2 separate regions of the Gossypium arboreum genome follow, and region 1 is linked to region 2. The links are chromatin contacts, called in public Hi-C maps. All regions are on one chromosome and are shown on one strand. The core of a region is the stretch at or near the end of the contact, and the rest is flanking DNA. Distances in the headings are between cores, read along the strand shown. Region 1 overlaps LOC108471248 (transcription factor bHLH35). Region 2 has its middle 22 kb from the start of LOC108460091.

What was found. A called contact is a pair of places that touch in the nucleus more often than the background predicts.
Region 1: a contact with region 2 is called in a Hi-C map of leaf, with 2.2 times the contacts expected there. The contact joins two enhancer-like sites. A contact is called at or near these places in 2 of 5 Hi-C or Micro-C datasets (both in leaf).

What each region holds. Positions count from the first base shown.
Region 1 is chr13:127,120,773-127,126,459 of ASM2569848v2, reverse strand. It overlaps LOC108471248 (transcription factor bHLH35), which reads right to left. Exons shown (of 5, transcript XM_017772881.2): 5 at 1,637-1,957. The coding sequence ends at 1,868. Among protein-coding and RNA genes, the nearest start is that of LOC108471248, 5.3 kb to the right of the region's middle. Within about 2 kb of position 4,074, at least 1 of the 2 cell types and tissues checked has an H3K27ac peak or open chromatin away from gene starts, as enhancers often do. A contact at or near this core is called in leaf, where this site is marked.
Region 2 is chr13:127,062,139-127,068,358 of ASM2569848v2, reverse strand. No RefSeq gene overlaps it. Among protein-coding and RNA genes, the nearest start is that of LOC108460091, 22 kb to the right of the region's middle. Within about 2 kb of position 3,883, at least 2 of the 2 cell types and tissues checked have an H3K27ac peak or open chromatin away from gene starts, as enhancers often do. A contact at or near this core is called in leaf, where this site is marked.

The DNA.
Region 1 (5,687 bases), core at 2,825-5,324, 58 kb before region 2:
TATAACTGAGGATAAATGAGTAGTGACCGTCTTTCAGGGTGTAGGCACGAGGATTTCATGGTGCATGAGCTAATTGATCAAGCTCGAACCTATTGGAAACTGAACTTGCTGATTGGCTAGCTAGATGCTGACAAAATCAAAACCATTCCCATCAACAAAAAAAATTAAAAGACGATGGTTTGATTTTACATTTCGCAAATGCAACACCAATTGCAACTTATTGTAATGTAATTTGCCATAAATATGGTGACACCATTTTGACTAAAAAAATTGGGATTTTTACTTCAAATCTTTGATGAGTTTTAGTAGCAATTTATTGGATTGAGAGGTGAAAAAATTAAATTAAAAACCTTTTGAATAATTTCAATATAATTAAATTTCTTTAATTAAAGAGATCTGATTTCCTATAAAAATTATTCTTAAAAGATATTTGTTATTTGATTTAATATTGAAGACATGCTTGAACCAATTTTAAAGGTATTAAAATTTATATTGATTAAAGTTTTTTTAATAATCTCATTATAGATTCTAATTATATCTGTTTTTTGATATAATGTCTAAAACTACTCATAGCCCGTCCCCAACCCATAAATAGGAGGATAATGTGCTTCAGCATATTCAAACCCACGTCTTCTTGCATCAACAACAATTTATTATTTGATTTAATATTGAAGACATGTTTGAATTAATTTCAAGGGTATTAAAATTTACGTTAATTAAAACTTTGACAAGCCAATATATGTCTATTTAAGAAAGGTTTGTTTATTGATTAAAGTACGAAATTGAGAGCACTTATCTTGTTCATTTTGAAAAACTTATTTTAATGTATATTTGTTGTAAAATAAACTATTCTTCTTCTTCTTCTTCTTCTTCTTGCAACTAAGTTTTCAAGGAGAAAATCTTAGTGCAGAGAGTGATCTAGTTAATGTATAAAAAAGCGAAAGATTAATAATGAATTACTCTCTAAATAAAGCCGGAAAAATGTAGAAATTTTTTGAATGGTGTCCATTTTGAATTTTAACTGTTGTAGTTACTAAAATCAATTTTAACTTAAAATGCAACTAAAAGAAAAATATCAATGACTTTTGTACACAATTGTAAGAACACAACAAGAGACAATTCAACTCTGTATAGAATAGGGGATTATTGAGTTGTAAAGAGTAATGGAAATATCTAATTGCTTGATTTATTGTAATTATACACGCTCGGATAATAAATAAGTAATTATCCAAAAATAGTTCACTTAATTATAGAAAAAAATTATCCATTTTACAATTTGAAGCTAGTTTTATTAGGACCGGAGTGATATTTAGGTGAAACCCTCTTAACAATGTTGAATTCAAGATTCAAATTTGATCCAAATATAAGAGAAAAATGTCTACATTTACTTTTTCCAACCACCTCTTAGTACATATTTGCATTTTTAAACAATAACTTAACCATATTAACCCTAGACGAAAACTTTGGTTAAATGCTACAACTACACTTTTAATTCCATTTAACTTATGCCCCTATAACTTTTTAATTTTATGCATTCCAATCCTCCAATATAAAATTTCCGACTTTATCATTGCCTTTAACAAAAGATGATTTAGTTAATCTTAAAAAGGAGAAAAATAAAAACAAAAACACTAAATGAATTAAAGGGAGAAATGTTATTCTATTGAAATTTCAAACACAGGACATGGAAGCATACACTTATTTTACAAGATGATGATGATGGGACTAAAGGGACGTAGAGATTTCAAACATAAAGACTGCCGAAAACTAAAGACTCTACTTAGAACGAAGAAGTAAGGAAAAAGGAGCATGATGAAAATGTGGTAAATTTGACAGATTTATTATCATTGTTATTGTTATCATTAGCTCACATACTCATTGGACTTTGTGGATCGTTCAGTGCTGCAATGGCTGTTTCAATCTGCACCTTTAACTCATCCTTCTCCCTTTCATCAGCCTGCATTTTTATGTCAAGCCCAAAACCAAATAAATGATACTAGAATTTATGTGAATATATATTGTTTCCAAAACAAATTGCTATATTTAAAAAATAAATTAGAGACAATAAAGTGAATTAGTAATATAAAGTGAAATTAATTACATTGGGACTTAAATTTTTTAAGTTCAATTTAGTCCCAGAACTTGACAATTGTTCTCACATTGAGGAATAGATTTTTTTTGTCCAAGTTAGTCCCTAATATTTCCTTGAAAACTTTAAAGTTTATGCCCTAATGTGAGAATAATTGCTAAGTTCAGGTTCTAATATGAGAATAATTGCTAAGTTCAAGGACTAACGAGGACAAAAAAAACTTAAGCCTCAATGTGAGAATTGTTGACAAATTCAAGCCCCAAATAATTATTTAACCCTGCAAAAAATCATAATTTTCTAGATGTGTTTAACTAATAAAATATAATTATAATTATCCATTAGAATAAAAATAAAAATATACAAAAATTTGAAAGTGATCATTACTAATTACCTCGAGTAATTCTCAACAACCTAAAGAATTTGAGCAAATAATTGGTATCTTATTTACACTCAGTCAGCTTTATTAATTATAATAATTATTCAAATATGGCATATGTGTAATTATAAGTAATTATACGTAAATTTAATTATCAAATAATTTTTAAATATATTCTAAAATCAACAAGTGACAAACAACTTGAAAAAAAAGAGTAAATTATATTTAAGGTCACTAAATTATCAGTAAATTAAAATTTATGTCTTGGTCACTCAACTTCAAAAAATAATAAAATAGTCACTAAATTATTTAAAAGTTTTTATTTAAGTCATTGAATTATTTGAAAGTGTTCATTTAAATCATTGGGCTGTTAATTATATGTATAAGTCCAACCAGCAAGCTCCAAACGACGATTCAACGATTGGTATAATGGACCGATACCCATTGATAGGTAGAAGAACATACTTTAAATCTAAGTAAATCGATAGTCAATGCCGGAAACCAAAGAAGAAAACTATTTGAATTTTGGTTCATAGATTTGTAACGTCCAAAGTCATTTCATATAAATAAATAAATAAAACCTAAATTGTAAAAGAGAAAAGGAAAAAATAATTTTAATTGGTGCAGATAATGTGAATAGAAAAAACCATACAAAACTTATTTTAATAATTCAATAACTTAAATAAAAACTTTAGAATAATTTAACGATATTTTATAACTTTTTAAAATTAAGTGATCAATACATAAATTTACTAATAATTTAGTATTAGTTCGTATTACTGAAAGCTGAGATGTGTGGCTATTTTTGGGCATTGCTAAAGTTTATCCCTCCTTTACTCGGCAAAAAACAAAAGAGAGAATTTAAAAGAAAAAGGAGTAAAGGTTTGGCAAATTGCCCAGTATTTAGGCAATTGACACGTTCATTATTCTTTATCTTGTGGACCCGAATATGTGGATGACAGAAGGATGCCTAATTTATAAATTAACATTCCAAAGGATTCATTCAGATTTTATTTTTCTAAATAAAAAACCACTTATAAAATACCTATACTCATGCTTTTTAACTTTAAAGCAACCTCTACCGTTATTTTGGAAGATTAAACAATTTGCTTATAAATAATATAAAGGTACCAAAGAAAAACCTTAATTGTATTTATTTATGAGAGAAAATAACTGATACCCTAAACCAAACCTAACCAAACCAAAGCTTTGAAGTCTACGTATAGTGATGTGACAATAATACCATTAAATATTCAGAAAATGGTAAATAAATTACGGAAATTTCGAATTGTTTAAAAATTAATAATAAAGACAAAAATATGAAAATAAAGAAGAGCAATAATGTACTGTCAATTTGCATTTTTTAGTATACTGACATTTAAGAAAAGGAAATGTAAAAAGGTGATGTGTTATTAAGCCATGCGCATAATATATTTTGTTTTTCACATTAGATAAATTAAATAAGAGCACGTTTTAAATGCAAATATATATTTTTTATTTAACACATGGTGGTTCGTTGTGGGAGTTTTGTTTAGATATTTATAGCCACAGATGTATATATATATATAAACATGATTTAGTGTGTTGGTCCTATTATAGAGTGATGGGTACAAAAAGGGCATAATTTTGGCACTGGAAAGTTTTGATAATTACGAATTGTATACAATAGGGAGAAAAAAAGAAGAAGAAATAAAACAAAAACAAGATGCTAGTATATTCTACAAGTTTTTCATTGCGGTCATACTTCTATCATTTATGTGGTGCATGTAGGGACAAAATCAATGATCTTGTATAAAAAAAATTAAATAATTCTTTTAAAGAAATAAAAATATATTTAACAAAATGTATTAACTAAACAAGCAATGATAGTTGTATACCTACTCTTTATATTTATTATTTTCTAGAAGATATACACTAGTATTTTAGTATACTAGTTCTTATAACCCTAAAACCCCACCACAATTTATTAAATATTTTCTTCTCTATCATTGCTTAAATGAAAGATACTTTAGAGTCATAATTATTAAAGAATTTAATTAGGGTAAAGTAAAAAATTACTTTAGAAATTAATAAATGATAATTTTTTGAGGTTAAAGTGTGATTTTACTATTATATTAATTTATAATTTCATAAATTTTGAAGGGACTAAATTGTAATTTTACCATTTTAGGGAAGATCAATAACCTTATATACCCCTGTCTACTCCCCTAAGCAAAGCAAGCAGGTTGTTTTAGAAAGGGTTATAATTGAATTATAATATATTTGGGAGAGAGGCAACTTAACATGAAATTTTACTGATTCTGAAGGGGATTTTAAGGCCCTGCCCACATCATTTAGCTTCTCCCTTGAACCGACAAGTTTCTTTTTGTAAGCGTCAGGGTGTAAAGTTTGTTAAAAAAATCAAACTCATGCTAATATAAACTAAAATACAAACACAATATTTATCACTCAACTTTAAATTCAGTTTACAAATTTATCATCTTTTGGACTCTTCTTTGAAGGGATGCCAATTATAAATCATGATCCGACTCTAACATACATATATATAGGATTTGTAACCATAGTTTATGATGGAGTTACCCAAATGGACATGATTAACACAGTTGACTAGAGGCATACCAAAATTTACATTTCTTTTAATTTTCTTCATAACATACAAAAGTTATATATCTCGAATTAGAAAATATTAAAAATAGCATAATCGATCATGGAAGACTGATATATTGGACGTTTAAAGTGGGGAGTGATATGGGTCCTTTCACTTTCCCTTTTCCTTTCCTACTTTAGTTTTTGTGTCGGAACAGGTTTTATTCGAACACCCTGGATTTCACTTACCCTAAATTCTATCCATTTATATTATACAAAACTATTCATTTATTTTATAGGATGACCATGCATTTTTTAAAAATATTTAAGTAAAATTTAAAATTAACATATGCCCTTCTTTTTTACTTTTAATTTTTTTACTATACTCTACATTAATATGTGATCACTCCAATTATGGTGGTAGAATTTTTTTTAAATAATCTCAATATAAGTTTTGATCATATCTGTTATTTTTTTGACACAATATTTAAAACTATCTATAATCCTTCTCCAACCCATAAATAGAAGGATAATACGTTTTAGCGCATTCGTACTCTTGTTGCTCATGTTAATCAAGCTAAGACTCAATTGTTAATCAAGCTAAGACTCAATTGTCATGTTTGTAAAATTTTTAAA
Region 2 (6,220 bases), core at 2,634-5,133:
AAAGCAAGCCACTCTTGAGAGAAATAAATGAACTCCAAAAATATTGGGCAAATCCAAATAAGGTTTTCTTGTGCGCTCATCACAAAAAATTTCTAGATCCCAATATAGCCAATGCCAGATAGCTGCCAAGAAGCACAAGCCAGAAAACACAATATGTGCTCCGGCCACACCTTCGTAACTCCAAATACCCGGATTTGTTATAGTCCCCCCTGTAATACTCCAACCGCCCTAGCTTGATTTTGATTGTAGTCTATTCAGGTATGTATAATTTTATAACTATAATTGTACTTGTGAACTTAAAAAAAATTTGATTTAGATATTTTCCTGCTTCTCGATGCATATATCCCTCCAAATGAATTTTCTCAAAGACTACAGAATGTAGACAAGTTCATGCTTTGAATGGCAAAAGAAAAACTTGATACCAAGGGCAAAGTCAAAAAATTATTTTAGGGGTTAGAAATGAATGAAAATTTTAGTGGACAAAGTGCAATTACACCATTATACTATCTTGTAATTTCTTAAAAATTGAAGGAGCTAATAGGAAATTTTTCATTGGGGAGGGGGTGGCTCGGCCTGAAGGCCCGCTTGAAAAGTGAGAGGGTTTAGGCAAAAATATAGGCCCAAAAATAGGTTTGAGCAAAAAAATAATGTTCGTTTAGAAAATGGGCTGGGCCTCAGGTAAGCTCTTTTTTGGCCTAGGCTTCACCAAAATTTGCAAAAAAAAAAAAAATTGTTGCTGTTTTGCCACTATTTTGTTATCATTTCACTATTATATTGCTACTATTTTATTTTTAATTTTTGGATATTGTATAACTTTTGTTTTATTGTTAATTTTGCTACTATTTTAGAGACATTTGCTTGTTAAGTTGCACTTATCTTAGTGTTATTTAAGTATAAAAACTTTTTAAATTTGTCTTCAATTTGTTGGGAAACATTTATTTTAATGTTTTTAGTGTATTTGATGTATTATATTTTTTAATTAAAAATTTTTAATACGGGCAAATAAAGCTTAGGCAAAATTTAGACCCATTTTTTAGGTCGGGCCAGGCCCGTGCTTATCAAATGGGTTTGAAATTTTCTTACAGCCCGGTTCATGATCACCTCTAGGGGCAAAGCCACTGTCTGCTTCCTTGCACCCATGCTTGATACTGTATTTACTATTAGTTCATGTACTCCACATAAGTTATTTATTTAGTCTTTATACTTTAATTTTATCAATTTTAGTTTTTGTAGTTTTCGACTTTTGAAATTTCAATGTTTAACTCAAATGGTTGCAATTAAATCTATTTGGTTAAAATATGCTATTAGTCTATACAATGTGTAAATTTGTAGATTTGGTTAAACCGAGGAACAAACAGAACCAAAATTATCATAAATGGATCAAAAATCAAAAACCTGGTCAAATCAAATTAAACCCACCTTATGTAGGATACATAGTGTAATAGTATTAAAAAAATAGTATATGGCAATAAAAAATCAAGTGAAATCTAGCCTTTGAAATTTAGTTTTTTTTTAATTTTATTTTTGAATCAATTTTTGTTTTATTTCTTATGTCTATTTTATGGTCTATATTCGAGTATTATTTTATATACAATTTATAGAGTTTTAGATTCTACAAATATGATGAAAAATGTGACGTGTTTAATTTATTTATATATTTAATTTTAAATTTTTTATTATGTATAAGATACTTGTTACACCTTGACTCGTGAAATTTAAAAACTCCAAAATTATGTAATTTTTCATATAATAATTGAGATTATGTGAAAAACAAAATAAAATAATTGTAACATGCAATTTAAGAGAAACAAAATTTGGGCCTTTTCACTTATCCGACCCATAAAAATCCATGGTAGGTCCAAACCTACTCCACCATGCTATGAACTTCAACACTCAATATATAAATAAATATATATATATATATATTTATAATTAGTTTTTGAATTTGGTAATTAGATCCATTTTAATACCTATTTATAATTTTTTGTCAGTTTTGGTACATCATCTTGACAACTAGGTCCATTTTGGTCCTTGAACTTTGATTCTACAAAAAAAAAATTGAGACATCACCACTTGAAAATAAAAAATAAAATCAGGTGATCACATGGCATAATCTTAAAGTGTCATATCATCAAACTTTTATATTTGTCATGTTCAAGGATAAAGATGAACCTAATTACCAAATTCAGGTACCAAGGTGGATAAAATGAAAGTACAAGTTCCAAGGTGGAACTAATAGTTACGTTCAAGGATTAAAAATTATATTAACCCAAAAAACGCTAAAATTTCCACATAAATCAATAGAAGAAAACAATTTAGAGGGAGGGGGAAAGGTATCTACATATTCAACTACTGAAGATCCACTTAATATTTTAGAGGACTCAAATAAAAGAAAACACTCAAAGAAAGGCTTGAAAAGAAAAGTGAAATCTGTTTAAAAATGAATTGGGCCTTGAACATTGCCCTTTTTTGCTAAATATTTCAGGGCCTTCTGTACAATGTCCTATAGTTGGAAAGGGCCTTTTATGAAATTCTACCTATATTTTGGGGTAAGTCCCAAACCTATTTATGACTTGGGCCAGCCCATGGAGAAGCCTAGGTGGGATGTTTGTGGTAGATAATTTATATGCCTATTTTTCCGGTTAGTATTCTATTTGGTACTTAAATTTGATTTCAATGTTCATTTTAGTATATAAGTTTTTCAATTTGATACTTGTTTTTTTTCTATATTAGTTAAGTACATGAGTTTCACTTTAATGTTCAATTTGGTATTTGAGTTTGGTTTCACTATTCACTTTAATATCTGAGTTTGGTTTCACTATTCACTTTAATATCTGAGTTTTTTTTTTGTCTCAGTTAAGTACCTATGTTTTTTTTTTTACTAAAGCGCATATATTAAACATTTATCGAGTCATAAGATATCATATGGTTTGAGTACCAAATTGAATATTAAAACCAAATTCAAGAATCTACACTATATTTACCATTTTTCACTTTCATTTGTCATCCCTTATATACATATTATATTTAACACATAATAAACATTAGAGATAACATTATTAAATAAAATAATCACAAATCTCCAAAAATTTAATTTTTATAAACCATAAAATCAGCATAAAACATACTTTAATTCTAAAAGGAAACAAAAGCCTGATCTGTCTGCCCAATAAGTATACTATAATATGCTTGCAGCCTTTTAGGTTAATTAAATGATTTTGGTGGGCAATATTTTAACCAACCTCAACTGATTTTTAGGGCTACTCCACCCAATCTGATGGACTGTCTTTCTTCAGTGCTTTATAATAGCTTGTAGATTAATTTTGGTATTGATTCATGATTCTGCTTAACAGGAAGTAAATTCTTTTTAGTTCTAAGATTTTTATTTGATATGATGATGGAGTTTTTTTTTTAATTATTAAAAATTATTATATATTGGTAATTGAGCCTTAATTTTCATAGACATTATTATCAATGTTGGAGGACATGAGTTCTACCTTGTGAAAGAAAAATACAAATTCAAACATCAATAAATACATTTAGAGTAAATTTAGATGGACAGTGGGGTGCAATGCATTTAATTTACTTTTTATCTTACACTATAATATTACTACAGTATCTAATATTATCACCATTGTTATTTTTATACTAACTGTAATTAAATGTAATGCACATCCAAACTTACCCTTATTATTATTTGATGTGGGATACAAAGGGAGGTTAAAAGAGAGTGGAATGAAATGCTAGCAATATGGCAAAAGAAAGTCCAAAAAGTAAGTATAATGTGAAGGAAGCAAAGAGACATTCCTTCAACCCTACCAAAAAGGGGATAAACAAAAGTGAAAAAAAAGCAGCCTATTCTCCGACAATACTATCTGCAACTTGCAAAGTCAATAATTACGACAATAGTGGGGTGGGGTCTCTATGCTTACTCCTTCACTGCTCACTCTATTCTTTTATTAATTAATCACTAAAGTTATTGATCAAGTATTAACTCAATTAGTATGAGTATTGTTGTTAATAGAGGATGCATAAGTTTAAGTGTATTGAAATGTATTATCTTCTTATTTATGAATTGGGAAGAAACTTTAGATAATTCTAAATATTATATAAAAAAGAACAGATATAATTCTAACCTATAATAATATTGTCAAAAAAAGTCAATAATCACGACAATAGTGGGGCGGGGTCTCTATGCTTACTCTTTCACTCCCCCACTCTATTCTCATATTAATTAATCACTAAAGTTTGTGCATCAATTTTTCTAAGTTGTAGATTTAGTTTATGTAATTTAATTTAGTTCATTTTGATTTTTTTTTAAATTTAAAATTTAGTCTTCACTTATATGGTAGCGATTAATTTGTTAAGTTAAATCATATTATTTTTAAAGTTATATGCGGTAAATATATTATCGCATGTTTAATTTTTATCAACTTGATGTTTTCACTTAGTCCTTATTTAAAAAAAGGTCATGTCATTTTAGTAATAAATTTGATGGCGGCCATTTGAGTCAGGATTGAGATTTTAAAATTCGAAAAGTATAGTTACTAAAAGTGATCAAAATAAAGTATAGTGTCTTAATCTATAACTTACACATGGTGTGGGACTAATGGAAAATTTTGACCTAGCGAATTTAACTGTTATTAGGAGTGTAAATAAGACATTGATCCTCATAAACTATAAGAGTTCAAATCGAAAAAAAATAAATTCGATTTGGTAATTACCGAGTTGAAATTGAGTAGCTTGAGTTATTAATCAAGCTGAATTTGAGCATCATAATATTCGATTCAAACTACTCATGAGCCTTATCGAGGTTTTGATTTTTTAATATATTTTTTATTATGAAATTATATTCTACTCTTATTATATAGAAAGAAATTAAACAAATAAGATTAATCGAGCTTAATTGAGATCAATCTCGAGTGGCTCAATTAAGTTTCAAGCTTTCTTCAAGCTTAGAATTTGATGTTCAGCAGAGTTGAAGCCAAGTATTAAGCCTTAAATTTTGAGTCTATCTCGAGCTTGCTCCTATTCAAGTTTTAACTTGGCTCTACTGCACTTTAATTATTATATTTTGGGTCGATACTAAAATTTTAAAATTTAAAAAGTATAATACTAAAACCGAACAAATCAAATCGCAATACAATGCATAAATTAAACATATACATAGTACATAATTTTTAACCATCAAAATTTGCATTATTCTCATGCAAAATAGCAAATGAAAACAAAGGAAGAAAGGAGAGAAGGGTGAAAACAGAATCTAAGTACTTTCTCTTGAGAGTTGAATTGTTAGTGATGGGTTTTGCAGTGGCAAGGATAATCCATGTCGGGGAAACCTTGAAAAGGTGAGCCATCCACATATATATACACAATTTATAAGCTTAAAAAAATAAAAATAAAAAGAGCAAATGTGATGGGGTTTTATTTATTTGTGTCAGCTTGATAGGGCATGCGTTATTTCAAAACATCAAAACCCAGAAAAAAAAAACACCAACACTGTGCTGTGTTTTGCTTTGCTTCAATCATCAAGGAAAATTTGGTGCTTTCTTTTTGGCGTTTTCCCACATTCCTTTTTCCTGTTCCAAGAGGCTTAAGTAAGCCCCTCTCCTTATATTCCCCTTTTTGAATAGTTACTGTAAAAAAAAAAAAGGTTAAATTATTATTTAGGATCTGACCTTGGCAACGACTCTCAAATTAGGACTTAAATTTTTTTTGTCCAAATTAGTCTCTAAACTTGATAATTACTCCTATATTAGAGCTTGAATTAGGCAATTATTCCCATTTTGGGACTTGAACTTATTAACTGTTCTCATATTAAAGTTTAGACTTTAGGATTTTCAAAAAAATATCAAAGACTAACTTTAACAAAAAAAAAAATTAGACCCTTGTGTAAAAATAGTTACTAACTTCAGGCCTCAAAAAATATTTAACCCAATAAAAAACACTCAAATCTATTAAAAAATCCTTTTTTTTTTCTTTATTTCCTGTCATTGAGCACTTGGTGGGAAATTATTGTTTTCATGAGAGTCGTTAAAAGTTTAAAAAGGAAGAAATGTAGGATACGAAAAGAGCTTTATTGATTCCCTCCTCAATATAATAATAAGGGACGGATCCATAAAAATATCATGGAGATCTTAATATTAAGAGTCGAATTGTATTTTGTTTGTTCTACTTAAAAAAATTAATAAAGTAATTTTTATATGTTAATCACATATCA